2 separate regions of the Sus scrofa genome follow, and region 2 is linked to region 1. The links are chromatin contacts, called in public promoter capture Hi-C maps. All regions are on one chromosome and are shown on one strand. Each heading gives the region's core, a stretch centred on a gene start, on an enhancer-like site or on the middle of the called end of the contact. The rest is flanking DNA. Distances are from core to core; before and after follow the strand shown.

The links. Promoter capture Hi-C pulls out the DNA fragments that hold promoters and counts their contacts.
Region 2: a promoter capture Hi-C map of liver shows a contact between it and region 1, with 5 times the contacts expected there. The contact joins the promoter of SGO2 here to the promoter of LOC100522040 in region 1.

Annotation. Positions count from the first base shown.
Region 1 is chr15:103,540,148-103,547,329 of Sscrofa11.1, forward strand. LOC100522040 (formiminotransferase N-terminal subdomain-containing protein-like) reads right to left here and starts at 3,010. Exons shown (of 7, transcript XM_021075940.1): 1 at 2,796-3,010; 2 at 778-846. The coding sequence starts at 2,873.
Region 2 is chr15:104,096,755-104,103,936 of Sscrofa11.1, forward strand. It overlaps SGO2 (shugoshin 2), which reads left to right and starts at 2,624. Exons shown (of 10, transcript XM_005672058.3): 1 at 2,624-2,816. It overlaps KCTD18 (BTB/POZ domain-containing protein KCTD18), which reads right to left and starts at 2,546. Exons shown (of 7, transcript XM_003133574.5): 1 at 2,402-2,546.

The sequences.
Region 1 (7,182 bases), core at 1,760-4,259:
TTTGATACATGTTTTGAAAGTAAATTTAATTAGTTGTCAACATTTACAAATTGGGAAATGACACATAAAAATCTGAGCATCTGATTTCCCTTGAAAAATCTAAAAGTTTGGCAAAATGCTACCTTCATTCTATAGCTGGATTGTGGTAAAGAGTGACTGCCTCCTTCAAATATGACATATCTTTCTAGTTTGCTAGTTTTTACCATTCCTCATTGTATTACAGATGGCCAATTTTACTATTTATGATATAGGGTTAATCTCTGTAACTACTGTAATATCTACAGAGGTAATAAACTAATTATCTTTTAATGCTATCCTTTCCAAGGTAAATTAGCCATTCTCAGATTCCGTCTAATTTTGTTAACTTTTTCTATATATTATATTGAGTGGTATAACAAAAGTTCCAAGAGCCCTCAAGATCTCTTGAGAACTGTCAAGAGTCCAAAGATGAGCTACGCTTTTGCATTACAAACAAAATAAAATCCTTGTGGAGATCTCTATCTGTTATAAGGAGGGCTAAACCCAAACACCTGGCTATAGCAACTTGGTATATGTAAGACTTCTAGCAAGGAAGGAAAGTCCATTCTTACAGAGAATAAAGAAAGACAGTGCTGGGCTGTCTGTGCCCATGGTTGTTAGAAAAGTACTGCTTACAAAATTGGTCTTCCTGGAAAAAGGAAGAGGGGATGGAGAGAAAACACCATATTACAGTAATATCAATGGTACCTATGAGAAGGAATTACAGTGTTAATGACTTACCATAAATGACATACATACCTCAGCTGAGTAATTGAGAGCTATTACTATCTCCGGAAGTTGCTCCTGTATGGTTATGTAAATCCTTGTCTGTGGGGATAAAACAAAACAAACAAAAAAACCTTGTGCTTACTTCAGTCTGTTACTTTACTGTGCCCTTTATATCATATATTTGTATTTCTCAAAGATTTCAATTATCTTAGAGCTACTGAAATAACCTTGTAGTATATTTAATAGTTATTATACTTAATTTTCTTTCTTTCTTTTTTTTTTTTTTTTTTGTCTTTTTGCCTTTTCTAGGGCCGCTTTCGTGGCACATGGACGTTCCCAGGCAAGGGGTCTAATCGGAGCTGAGCCACCCGGCCTACGCCACAGCCACAGCAACGCGGGATCTGAGCCGCGTCTGTGACCCACACCACAGCTCACCGCAACACCGGATCATTAACCCACTGAACAAGGCCAGGGATCGAACCTGAAACCTCATGGTTCCTACTCAGATTCGTTAACCACTGCGCCACGATGGGAATTCCTAATTTTCTTTCTAAAACACAAGAATTTCCCACCCCCTTCAATAATGACAGATTCAATTAAAAGGTCAACCTAAAAACAAGACCACAAAAATCAAACCCCATGAAAACGTTTGGTTTATGGATTACATTTTAGTAATCCTCTACCTAACAAGAGATGGTAACAACATGCATGTGATTCACAAAATAAAATGAAGGTTGATTGCTGAAATATGGTTATATATTCATTATTATATAATTAGCCTCTGCTTCTTTTTAACCAGTTACTTTTAGGAAGCAGCAGATATACTTGGTAAAATTAAATTTGATTGGTTACTATTATGATGTCAGATGAAACTCAATAATTAGACCAGAGTAGGCTATCATATTATACCTCTCTGAAGTCACTAAGTATATATAAGTATATGTAAGAAAACTACATTTTATCATTTACTCATTTGTATTCATACTTCAAGGCTACTTATTGATATTTGATATGTGGAGTAAAGAAAAGAGCGTGTGTACTTAAGTACACACATATATAGACCCAGAAGAGTTAATATATGAAGTGCCTAGTTCAACTTCTGGCCTACAATATGCCTCAATAAATGTTGGCTGTAATATTTTAAATTCTCACTATTATTTCTCCCACACATTACCTTACAGTGCCCTGCCTCACAAGGACTTTAGAACACTGGGCTCCCCCCTTCCTCGTCTTTTGCATACTTTTAGTTAAATCTTATTCATACTCAACTGGGTACAGATAATTGTTGGACACCTATGACTTTCCTAGTGTTCAAGCTGGTTTTTGAAAACCCTAAAATAGCAAGTCCCGTTGGCTGTAAACACCAACGACATCAAAATGACATCAAATGTGTAACAACTAAAGCTTGTTCCCATTTCCCCCATCCCACTCCTTGTGTCCTGCTCCCTGCTACCAGAGACGCATTAGACTTCATAACTAAATCAAGTCTCAGGAACCTAGAAATCTTTGTGTGTCCGCAGGGAAACGCGAGGGTGTGAGAAGAGGGAGATTTTCTTCATGCAGAACACGTAAAAGACCTCCCACAGAAGTTCTGTCCCACAGGACAGAGTTACTCTATTATCTCTGGGGCTGTGTCTCTTTTAAGGCCCGAAGGACTAGAAAAACCTCACCTGAAAGTTGAGTCTACAGAAAGAGGGGCATGGTATACTCAAAACTCTCTACCCCACTACTGGACAGCGACCTTCGGCAGCCTCTGCTATAGGAATGTCACAACGGCTGCCCTTCCCGCTGGGAGTCCTCGGCTCACTCCCTCTTCCTTTGCGTTTCCTCAGGTTCCTTCCGAGACTTCCGTTCGAACTTCCCGCTGGTGCAGAACCCACCAATCATAAACGTCCTTCCCGGGCCACGCCCCCTCGTCGCCTCCTCCCGGGAACCCGAGTCGAATTTCGCGCACACCCCTCCTTCCGTGACGCACGCTGCGCGCGGACGTCGGCCTCTGACGCCACTTTGCCCCCACTGCAGGTCCCGCCCGGGCCGTTCCTGCTGACCGTTGGGTGCCGCCGGGCCGAAGTTCCTCCCTCGAGACTTTCCCCACCACACGAACCGCTCTGGCGGCGGCGACCCATGTGGGGGTTCAGGCTCCTGCGGTCGCCGCCGCTGCTGCTTCTTCTGCCGCAACTCGGAATCGGAATCGCCGCGACCTGCTCTCAGGCCAGAACCATGAACCTTGGCGGCAGCAGCAGCAGCGGCGGCGCGCTCTGCTCCTCGGCCGAGGGGCTCCGACCGCAGTGCCTGCGGCTGTCCACGGTGCCGGGTGCAGATCCGCAGCGCTGCAACGAGTTGCTCCTGCTGGCGGCGGGGGCGGTGGCCGCGGGGGAGGGACAGGAACCGCGGAACCTCCCTGGGGACCCGACGAAGGTGGAGCCGCAAACGCCGCCCCAGCATCACGTTCTCTATTTCCCCGGGGATGTGCAGGTAACCTGCGGCCTTCCTGGGCACCTGTTCCTTTCCCTTGTGGCTATGAGAATTCTCTAGATTCTTCCGTCATAGCTGCTGCCTGATTCCGTGCCTCGCCTGAACACACCCACACGTGTGCTAACCCGGGTGGCTCCACGAAATCCCAAATCGCCCCTTCCACGCCCCTAATCCCCTCCTCATAGAGCCCCAGAGGAAGGCTGTGTTTGGAGGGCTACAACCTGGAAAGAGCGAGCTGGCAGTCCAGGAAGTGGAATTTAAGACATAGAAATGAGACAGATAATGTATATTTATTCTACAACTTGGTTTCTCAGAGGGGTGTGTGTGTGTGTGGGTGTTGGGCAGGAGACGGAGAGATGGCTTTTAAATTAGTATGTAGTGTTCAAAAAACGCTGGCAGTTATTAAAAAAGCAAACAAGTAAACAAAAAAGGCTTTACTAGGTGTGACATTCTCAGTAACCCTAAGAAAGGGACAGTAATTGCTAAGCATGTCAATACTTTGATGCTCACTTAAATTCTGTACTTTTGTTTTTGTGAATGAGTGTGTGTGTGTGTGTGTATGTGTGTGTGTTTAGGGCCACACCCACGGCATATGTAAGTTCAAATCTGAGCTGTAGCTGCTGGCCTTACACCACAGCCATAGCAACGCTGGATCCTTACTTAAGCCACTGAACGAGGGCAGGGATGGAACCCATGTCCTCATGGATACTAGTCGGATTTGTTTCCGCTAAACCACCACGGGAAGTCCTAGTGTGTGATATTATCTTTATTATTAATTTTGTGGCTGCAGGATATGTTGTCTTGGAAAGCTGGATCTTAATCTAAAACTGCTGTTGTCATTAGTACAGTAGCCATTAGTTATATATGACTTTAAATTAATTAAAATTAAATAGAATTAAAAATCCAGTTTCTTAGTCGCACTAACTTCAGGTGCTCAGTAGCACCAAAGGTTTCTAAGTGCTGTAATGGACAGTGCAAATACAGAGCATTTCTATGGACTATTTCCATCAACTGCAGAAAGTTCTCTTGGGTAGTGCTAGTGTTATCAGGTAAAGCTAGAATATGGCTAAATGTGTTTGTTGAACTGTGAAACAATTAGTTTATTAAACAGTTTATTGCTTTTGAAATTAATGCTTTAAAACAATGTGCCTGCCAACTTTGTGCCCTGAGTCAAGTGATGACGAAGGTATATATAGTTTCTTCTCTTGCCCTCCAAATAATTAACTGGTCTAGATGACTGCTCATCATGAAAAAATTAGTGCTTAGATTTAGGAGAAGACAATTTACTCGGTTGAGGCCTTTTTGCTCAGTTTGGGGAAAGCAACATGGCACTACTGACAGTGACTTCCAGAGTTTTGTGGACCAGCTACTGTGTGCATCTATAATAATAATGATGATGATAGTAATGATAACTAACCTTCATTGAACACTTACTAAATGTTTTTAAAATGTGCCAATCAGAATATAGCACAAGACTTCAGATGAAGTCTTAAAAAAGCTAAATATAGTTAGACTAATACCTCCTTATGTTTTGACAGCGTCCATTTCTTTTATGTAGCCCGAGATTCCATTAGCCTTTTGGACAGCAATATACTGTTGATTTGTGCAGAGTATGAAGTGCTGTAAAAACCCAGGTCTTTTCAGAAGAAATAGAGAATAATGCATAAAAGGCTCTGAGGCCAGATTGCCTAGGTTTAAACCCTGATTCTGCACTTTTTAGCTATGAAATATCTGGCCAATTGTTCAATCTCTCTGTATTGCAGCCAGCTCAACTACAAAATGGGAATAATGACGTATAGAAGATATTTGAGGATTAAATAAATGTGTGAATACCCAATGAGTTACACTGCCTTATCTTTCTGATGACCTTTGTAATTACTGGGGAGTACTGTAGCGCTCAGTTCTTGGACTTTTCCTGACTACTCTTACTCCCTTTGTGATCTCTTTCAGTCTTGTATCTTTACATACTACCAGTACCCTGACAACCTTCAACATTTGTGTTCTAGCCTAGACATTTTCCTGGAACTTTAGACTTGCCAATAGTATGCACATACTTCCTTTTGGACATTTAATAAAATCTCTGGATCTTTACCCCTAAATTTGCTCATCCTATAATCTTCATCTTGTTTCTCAGTTTTTGGAAACTCCTATTTAATAGTTTGAGTACAGATCTTGAAGTCAATCCTTTTGTTCTCTCTTAATACATCAGCAAATAAAGTGGCTTTACCTCTAAATGTATCTAGAATTGATCAGAATAATCTTTTAAAAATCTAGCTCAAATCATACTACACCTCTGCTCAAAACTAACAGCTTCCTTTGTCATTCAGTAAAAGCCAGAGTCCTCTTGATGGCCTGCAAGACCTTTGACTATTGCTTTTCTCTCTCCTTTCTTATTTTACTCTCTGTAGAAGACACCAATCATGCCAGCCTTCTTCATAGTGCTCATGGTAGGCACACTTGACCTCAGAAGTTTGCCATACACTGCCTAGAATAATCTTCCTGCAGATGTCTGCACGGATTCACCTATTATTTCAAGTCTTTGCTTAGAAGTTGCCTTCACAGTGAAGCCTTTTCTATTTAAAAATTATACGTGCATGGGATCCTGTCAACTTTTCTCCTTTATTTTTATCCCTTTCATTCACTGTATTAGCCATTCATTTTGGTTTTTGTCTGTTTTCCACTAGCACAATGAAAGCTTCATGTCTATTTTCTTTACTGTTATATCTGTGAGGCTTAGTGACTAGCATGAAGTAAGTGTTCAACAGATAGCTTGTTGAATGAATAAATGTGTGTAAGTTGCTTTGAATAATGCATTAGGTGCTTGATAAGCCTTGGCTATTATTATATGAAATGCTTTTAGACTCAGATTTCCTTATCTTTGCACTTGATTCCTTTGAGCCTAATGCTTATCCTTAGGAAATTTACCCTGTCAGATACAGTTCATCTTTTTAGTGTATTGATCCTTTTAGAACCCTTATTTTTGGTTTATATCATATATAGGTTTAGTAAGTATTCTTTCTATATCTTTTAATTTGGATAAATATTGAACAGAATAGGGCCAAACAGAACTTTGTAGGATACAATTTGAAGCTTTGCCTCATCTTAACACAGATTCATTATTTGGTATTAATTTAATCTGGTTGATAACGTAATTTTAAACCCTAATTAACATTACTTTCATGATGTTCCTGTCATTGTATGTCCCTTTTTGTTCTATGTTTACCCTTTTATCATTTGAATTACGGGAAAGCTGAGGCCTTAGTAATTCACACTTCTTTTGGTACCTCTTGGTGTGTTTCTTATCAGAAGTGATGTTGGAGGGGGATCAGAAATTTTTTTAATAAGTACCTGCCAATTTTCTCAAAGATATCCTCCTCTTTAAATCCTTGAAATATAGAATTATACTTACCTCTTTGTTTTTTAAGTGTAAGCTTACAATTTAATGAATTTTGACAAATACAATTATGTAACCATCACAGCATCATGTGATAAAACATCATTATCCTAAAAAGTACCCCATGCTTTACTTCAGTCTCTTCTTACCTGTGAGCAACCAATCATCTGCTTTCTTTCACTATAGTTTTGCCTTTTCTAAATTTTTCATTAGTCAAGAATCATATTGTATGTAGTCTTGTATCTTGCTTCTTTCACTTAGCCTAATGCTTTCAAAATTCATTCTTTCTGTTGCCTCTATCAGGAGTTTTTTGGGGGGGTTTTGTTTGTTTTTTAATGCTGAATAGTTTTCTGTGCATGGATATGCAATTTGCTTACCCATTCAGCAGTTCATGAACATTTGGTTCATTTCCAGTTTTAGCTTTTAAAAACTTTTGCTTTCTTAAACACTAGGATATATAAATGGCCATGCCCTAAGTGTAATGTCCTGGTTAGTAGAAAAAGACTCACTTCTGTATGTCTCTCCTTTGCTACTCACACTGTTACCACACTCAACACTTCTGACAA
Region 2 (7,182 bases), core at 1,374-3,873, 560 kb after region 1:
TATGCCGAGGGAGTGGCCCAAAGAAATAGCAAAAAGACCAAAAAAAAAAAAAAAAAAAAAAAAAGTTAAACAAGATAATGCATTGTCTGTTACATATAAAGCAAAGGTGAGGTGTGCTTATGATCTTCAATGTGCACGTATCTTTTTATTTTTATTTTTTGCTTTTTAGGGCCACACCCAAGGCATATGGAGTTTCCCAGGCTAGGGGTTGAATCGGAGCTACAGCTGCTGGCCACAGCCACAGCAACGCAGGATCTGAGCTGCGCCTGTGACTTACACCACAGCTCATGACAATGCCAGATCCTTAACCCACTGAGCAAGGCCAGGGATGGAACCTGCTATCTCATGGTTTCCAGTAAGATTCATTTCTGCTGAGCCACGATGGGAACTCCTATTCACGTATCTTTTTAAACAACAGTAAGTCTGACGGGGCTGGGTAGGCTTGCAGAGGTGGTCAGCATGTAGCATGGACTTGGGCTACTAGGCTCTACCATTTACTGGCTTGAGACTCCGGATAAATACTTCTCTGCCTGTTTCCCCATCTCTAAATTGGAGGTAGGGATGATGCCCACCTCAAAGGACTATCAAAAGAATAACTATATAATAAAAGAATATTATTATTAAAACTATATAATAAAAGCCAGTATCTGGCTCAGGGTAGGTATTCAATAAAGGATAAATATTATCGATAGTGATAAAAAATTTTATCAGAAGAATATACTGAGGGAGTTTATGTTGCCTCTGGAGATTAAACATAAGAGCAGAAGTTACTAATAAGAGCAAATGTAACTCCTCAATTAGGTGACTAAGGTCATAATTCCATGTATACCAAAAGCCCGACTGGTCCAGAAAAAAAAACAAATGACATCTCCAAATCTGGCCTCTTCCCTCTGAAACGACGGAAGCTTTAGGGAAATTTTAAGGATTTGGTTTCTTAATCCATTCTGGAGATAGATGAACCACAGCTGACTGTGCCATTTCTATGGAATCTAAGATACTACTGTGATGAAAAAAGTACACGCAATGTATCTGCACACCTCATGGCAAGTGTAAAATGGCAGCCAAGAGGCTCAACTACATCCATGGCTATTCACTTTCACCACACCATCTACTACTATCCTTTCGTAGATGCTCCAGTTTAGCCAATTTCCAATGAAATAAGAGAAGGATACCATTAGGGTCTGGGGAATACTATGTGTGTGAAACATGGTCAGTAAACACAAACTATTATGCGTCAACAGTCCACTCTTCAAAACCCATTTATCTATGTGATTTCCCACACTGCCTACAAGGCCAAGGAGCAGCCTGATCCATGTGAAAGAAGCACCTCTGAGGCCTGGGATGGAACTGGTTCATGCTGCTCCTGTCATCAGCTCCCTGGAATCCTATCTATTCTTCAAAGCTGTAGGCAAATGACACTGCTTCTATGACCTTCCTAAGCACCCCCAGGTAAAACCACTGCAAAGTTCTTCAGATACACTTTGTACCCCTGTCCACATACTTAACTAATCCCTAGTTTGGGGGACTGTAACCTGCAGGGAGGCAGGGCCTGTATCACCCTTAACAAGTCCCATTTACTGACTGCGATGTGCCAGGCGCTGAAGGAGATACTAACAGACATTACCTAATTCACGCAAAAGCCCTATTGGGTAGGAATTACTGTCCCTACTGACAGGTAGGAGAAAGAAAGAGTGATGTGTGCAGGGTCTATACCAGGGCTGCCCTGCTAGTAAGTGGTGGAGTCAGTCCCAATCCGGGTCAGCAAGACCAACTCCAAGTTCAAAGCAGCTCACACCTCACACTGCCTCCTTCAGCACAGTTTCACTACTAAGGCTCTGGACTGGGGCACTTCATTCACTAAGCATATGTCCATCAGGAGACTCCCATTGGTGGCAGTAGGAACACAGCAGCACCCGGAGCGCAAGGATTCCAGGGACAACCCTAAGGCAGAGGACCATCGCCACTTCAAGGACTCCCTGCTGTGTCGGAAGTACCCTTGCCTCTGAGGAAGTGTTCCCAGAGTGACCATTTGGATCAAAACCATCAAGGACCCTTCATTCTCGGACCACGACATAGACTCCAGTTCAGAAAGTCTAAGGAAGGGTCGGGAGTCTGTCCACGGACCCCACTTTGAAAAACGCTGTTCAAGAGACTCGCCCTCCTCCCGCGAAGCGGGACGAAAGGGGAAAAGCTGGGACACCACAAAGTCCGGCCGGGGTCTTCCCTCAGTCCGGGGATCCCAAATCGGCCCGAAGCCAGAGCCTGCAGCCCGGAGGGCTCGGATTATCAGCCCGGCCGGGGCCTTTCCTCAGGGCGCCCCTCCGCCTCCCGGATCCACGGCCCACCCGGAGCCCCGCTCCTCCGAACGGGAGGGGCGGGGTAGGCGGCCTTCCCCACTGACCTGCGGCCCGCCCGGCCCTCGGCGCGGCCGTCTGACGCCGCGGGGCCTGACGCGGAAGTGAGCGCCTTCCCCGGGGCTCGGCAGCTCAGGTAGCAGAGCGGTCTCAGCGGCGCCCCCGTGCGCCCCAAACCCGCCTGAAGGCGACGGCCGGAAAAGGTTAGCCCCGCCCCGGACACGCTGGGACCCTCCCCTCAGGTGCCCCGCCCGCGGGCGGGCCCCGCCCCTTCTGCCGCCGCCTGCTGGTTCCAAAGGAGTGAAGTCGCTCCGGGTTGTCTCTGTTTGCCCGGGAAGGAAAGGTCACTCAGAGAGACGCAGGCTGGGGCCCTGAGGAACGGGCTTGTCTGTCCAGAGGCTGCTTTTACACATGAAGAAAATACAGCACCAAAATTGCAACCGTCCAGGGTCAGAATAAATGGTAAGAATTTGGATAAGTTCTCACCTCTAGGTGAGGGCCCTTCCCTCCAAACTGAGCTGCTCAGTGCCAAGAGTAATTAATATATTGCACTTAGATGATTGTGCATTTGGATAGTGTTTGTGGTTTACAGCACTGTTTCACGCAGAACATTCTTGTTTAATCTGTGCGACAGCTCTATGTTTTTATTCCCGTCACAGCAAGGAAAAATCGAGGCAGGAGCAAACGTGTATTGAGTGCTTCTGTACAGCTGAGAGTCTGCTAAGTCCTTTGTATGCACTGATGTCCTCTTAACAATATACCCAAGAGTTCTGTCAGTTTTCAGCTGCACCGTCCCTTGTGCAAGAGACTTTGCTAGGTGTTTCAAAATGAATAAAACACAGCCCTATTCTCAATGTACTTTCCCAGACTCAATGATAATTGGTTTCTAATTTTTCTGACTGGGTCTTAGAAGGAAATAAGCCAAAGAGAGGTAAGCCCACCTACCTACCCCCTCAGATATTGACGGTACTGGGAGAGGGGGGAGGTTTGTTCAACTCATAATTATTGAGCACTGGCTACAGACCAGGCACTGAGAGAGAAGAATTGAACTAATAATCAACATCCCTGAGCCACTAGAATAGAACTTCCATTTTAGCGCAGCAGTAAGAAGACTTTGTCTGTAAATATTTTAGGCTTTGTGGGCCATAGAGCACTATTCAAGTCTGCTGTTGTAGTGTTAAAGCATAGATAATACATAGATGAATGAGAGTGACTGTGTTCTAACTTTATTTATGGATACTGATATTTGAATTTCACATAATTTTCAAGTGTGATGAAATATTCTTAAAAAATTTTTTTCAAACACTTAAATACATGAAAACTATTTCTTAGAGTGTGGGCCATAGAAAAACGATTGGCCACGCATGGGCCATATCTTGCCTACTATTCAAGTGTGAGAAACAGACACTCGGAAAAATAGTTACAGATAGTGGTAGCCACTTGGGAGGAAACAGGAGAATGTTGAGTGGAGATGCTGGCTTGGGTAGAGAAGGACTTACTGATGGGAGGACATTTAAGTCGAGCACTAAGGATGAGAACGAGCCAACCTTCTGAAGGGTTGGGGAAGAGTATTTTAGGAAGAAGGGAGAGAAAGTGGAAAGGCCCTGAGGCAGGAAAGGACTTCACAGTTTTTAGGAAGAGAAAGGACACGTGTGGCTGGAGCTCGGTGAGCATGGGGACAAGGGGGAAGGTGATATGTCATGAAGTTGAAAGAAGAGGCAGGAGCCAACTTTTAAAGCATCTTGTGGCAGAGGTAGGAGTTTAAATTTTACTCTCTGCATCATGGGAAGCCATTGGAAGGTTTTAAGCAGGGAAATGGCATGATTGATTTCCTATTTTTAAAAAAATCACTCTGGCTACTGCAATGAGAATGAATTGAAGAGGCATAAATTGGAGGTAGGTGGCTGCTTCAGGAAACCAGGGACAAATGGTGTAGCTTCTCATCACGTGGTGATGGCAGGAGAGGAGAGAAGTGGATGAACACAAGAAATGTATTTGAGAAATAGCAATGACATTAAATTTGCTGATGATCAACTATAATGCGTTAGATCATCTTCTTTGAGAAGTGGACAGCAAAACATTTATGGAGAAAGGGAAAACTAGGGAGGGATCTGAAGGAGACTGGGAGAGCCTTTAGACTAGATGCAGATTTGGCTTCCCATGGAGGATAGGAAATGTAGGGTAGGAAACGTTGTAGATATGATGCAGTTCAAGAAAGTTTCAGGAAAGCCAATGAGTTTTTCCAGCCAGTTTCCCCCATCAAAGGAGTCTTATGGCTCCCAGAAATGGGCCTGCTTTAGTATCCTTACCATACTCAGTCGCAGGCTGGGAGCGGTCAGTAGGAAATGTGGCCTCCAACGTGGTGGTAGATTTCAGAGCACAGCATGTGGGGTCTATCCATCAGTAATGTTCCCTGTAATCAGACATCTGAGGGGTATATTTTCATGATGGCTACATATGGGAAATGAGGGAAAGGGAAAATGCAGGATTACCTCTAAATTGTTGGCTTAACAGCTGAGTGATGGTGCCATTTACTGAAATGGTGAACGATGAGAGAGCTCAGAAGCTGTATTTTAGACTATTAGGATTGAGAGACTCAACAGACATCCAGGTAAAGAAATCATATAGCAATTAAATTAATCTGGAGCAAGAGTGAAACCCTGTGCTCAAGGTGTGAATTTGGAAATCATCAGCATTTAAAGCCGTGGGACTGGGTGAAATCATCCATGAAAGGAAAGGTAAATAAGAAGAAATAGAATGGAACACTGACTCCAGTACTTAGATTTCAGACTTAGAAGGAAGAGCCAGAGAGGAACAGAGTATGAAGCTACAGGAAGAAAGTAAAGTGAAAGTTGAAGCTACAAGAAAGTAAAGTGTCATGTATGTCAAATGCTGCCAAGAGATCAAGAGCCCAATAGACTTGATAATATGGGAGTTCTTGGTGACCTTGCCAAGAGCAGTTTCAATGCTGTGATGAGGACACAAGCCCAGAGAAAAGTGGGTTAAAGAGTGAAAGTGAGATGGCAGACTGGTTATAACTCTGCAGAGAAGACTTATTACAAAGAGGAGAGAAATGGGGCTGTCATTGAGGTGGGAGATCAAGTCAAGGGAAAGAGTTTTAGGATGGGAATCGCTAGAGTAGATTATGCTGCTGGAGATGACGTGATAGTAGGTAGAGACGGTTGATGCAGGAGAGGGGGACAACTGAAGGAATGAAGTGCTTGAGAAGGCAAAAGGGTAGTGATGTCAGAACACAAGGAATTTCTCTTTGACAAGAGCAGGGATAGGAGGTAAAACAGAGAAGGTAGATTTAAGTTCAGGTAAAGTAGTAGATTTCATGGTGGAAAAATGAGGATATTCTGATTAAGTGACTTTCTCAATTAAGTCTACAGCAAGGTCAGTGGCTAAGAATAGAGGAGATGAAGAATGGAAGACATTTGAGGGAGAATAACGTATGAATTACTTTTCTTAAGAAATTGAGGGAGTTCCCGTTGTGGCGCAGTGGTTAACGAATCTGACTAGGAACCATGAGGTTGCAGGTTCGATTCCTGGCCTCGTTCAGTGGGTTAACCGATCCAGCGTTGCCGTGAGCTGTAGTGTAGGTCCTGCAGATGCAGCTCGGATCCTGCATTGCTGTGGCTCTGGCGTAGGCCGGTGGTTACAGCTCTGATTAGACCCCTAGCCTGGGAACTTCCATATGCCGCGGGAGCAGCCCTGGAAAAGGCAAAAAAAAAAAAAAAAAAGAAAGAAAGAAAAAAGAAATCTTCTCAAAAGGCAGCAATATTCGTCTTTTTCCAACTTTAGCAAACATACTAACTTTTTCTTTCTATACAGTTCGCTCTGTTTAAAACAAGAGTGGCCCTAAAAAAGGCAAAAAGACCAAAAAAAAAAAGTTCAAAAAAAAAAAAGAAATTGAAAGGGTAAACATTCTATAGAAACATGACGGGATAGCCCAGAAGGAATGAGAGCCTGTTTGAAGATTATAATTATACATGGATGGCATTGTACGTGCATGGCATTATACATAATCATCTCTGTTATGTAACTTTCACCCAGCACCACCCCACAGCCATAGTGTAGGTGCTGCTAAGGAAGTCGATCTTTGGGCTCACCTGGCATTGAGATTTAGTTAAGTAATATAATACAAGGAGAGAAGAGTGAGAGATGAGGATGTTTATAAATGGTTGAGTCCCAGGGTGACCCATGGACTCTAAGCTGGGTAAGGAGGGAAATAACTATATAAAGGTGGAGATGGATAGTGAAAAAGTAGTGAAGTTAATGGGTTGGGGAATCTCAAAGAAGTTGAGGAATTATTGAATAGGAGGACTAGAATAAGTGAGCTGGAAGAATTGGAGGCAGTAGTCAAAGAATATCACACTCGAATTCAAGATTTTGGAGGTCATTCAATGACCATAATGCCAAGGTTCCAGGCTGAGATGGGGTAGAAGACAAGGGATGGAGGTATTATTAGATGCGTTTCTCCATAAATAGTAACTCACCAAGAATGGAGCAGGTGTAGAGAGAAAGATGATGAAACAGAAGCTAATGTCATCAGTAATGGATGATTAGAAGAACCTTAGCAGACTATGCTGAGGAGACAGGGAGAGATACTGTGTCCAGATGGCTACAGTTCAGATCAGCTACGGCTTAGAAAAAGGAAGGAGGAAAAATTGTTTGTTAGCAGTGATGGGAGAAAAGAAGACACTGACCCCGGCCCTGACATATGTGGGGAGTAGAAGGAAAAGCAGTCTCGACTTGAGAGAGCTACAGGCTACAGAGGAAGTTAGGTCCTCGAGAAGCAGAGAACTCTCATGTTTAAAAAAGATGG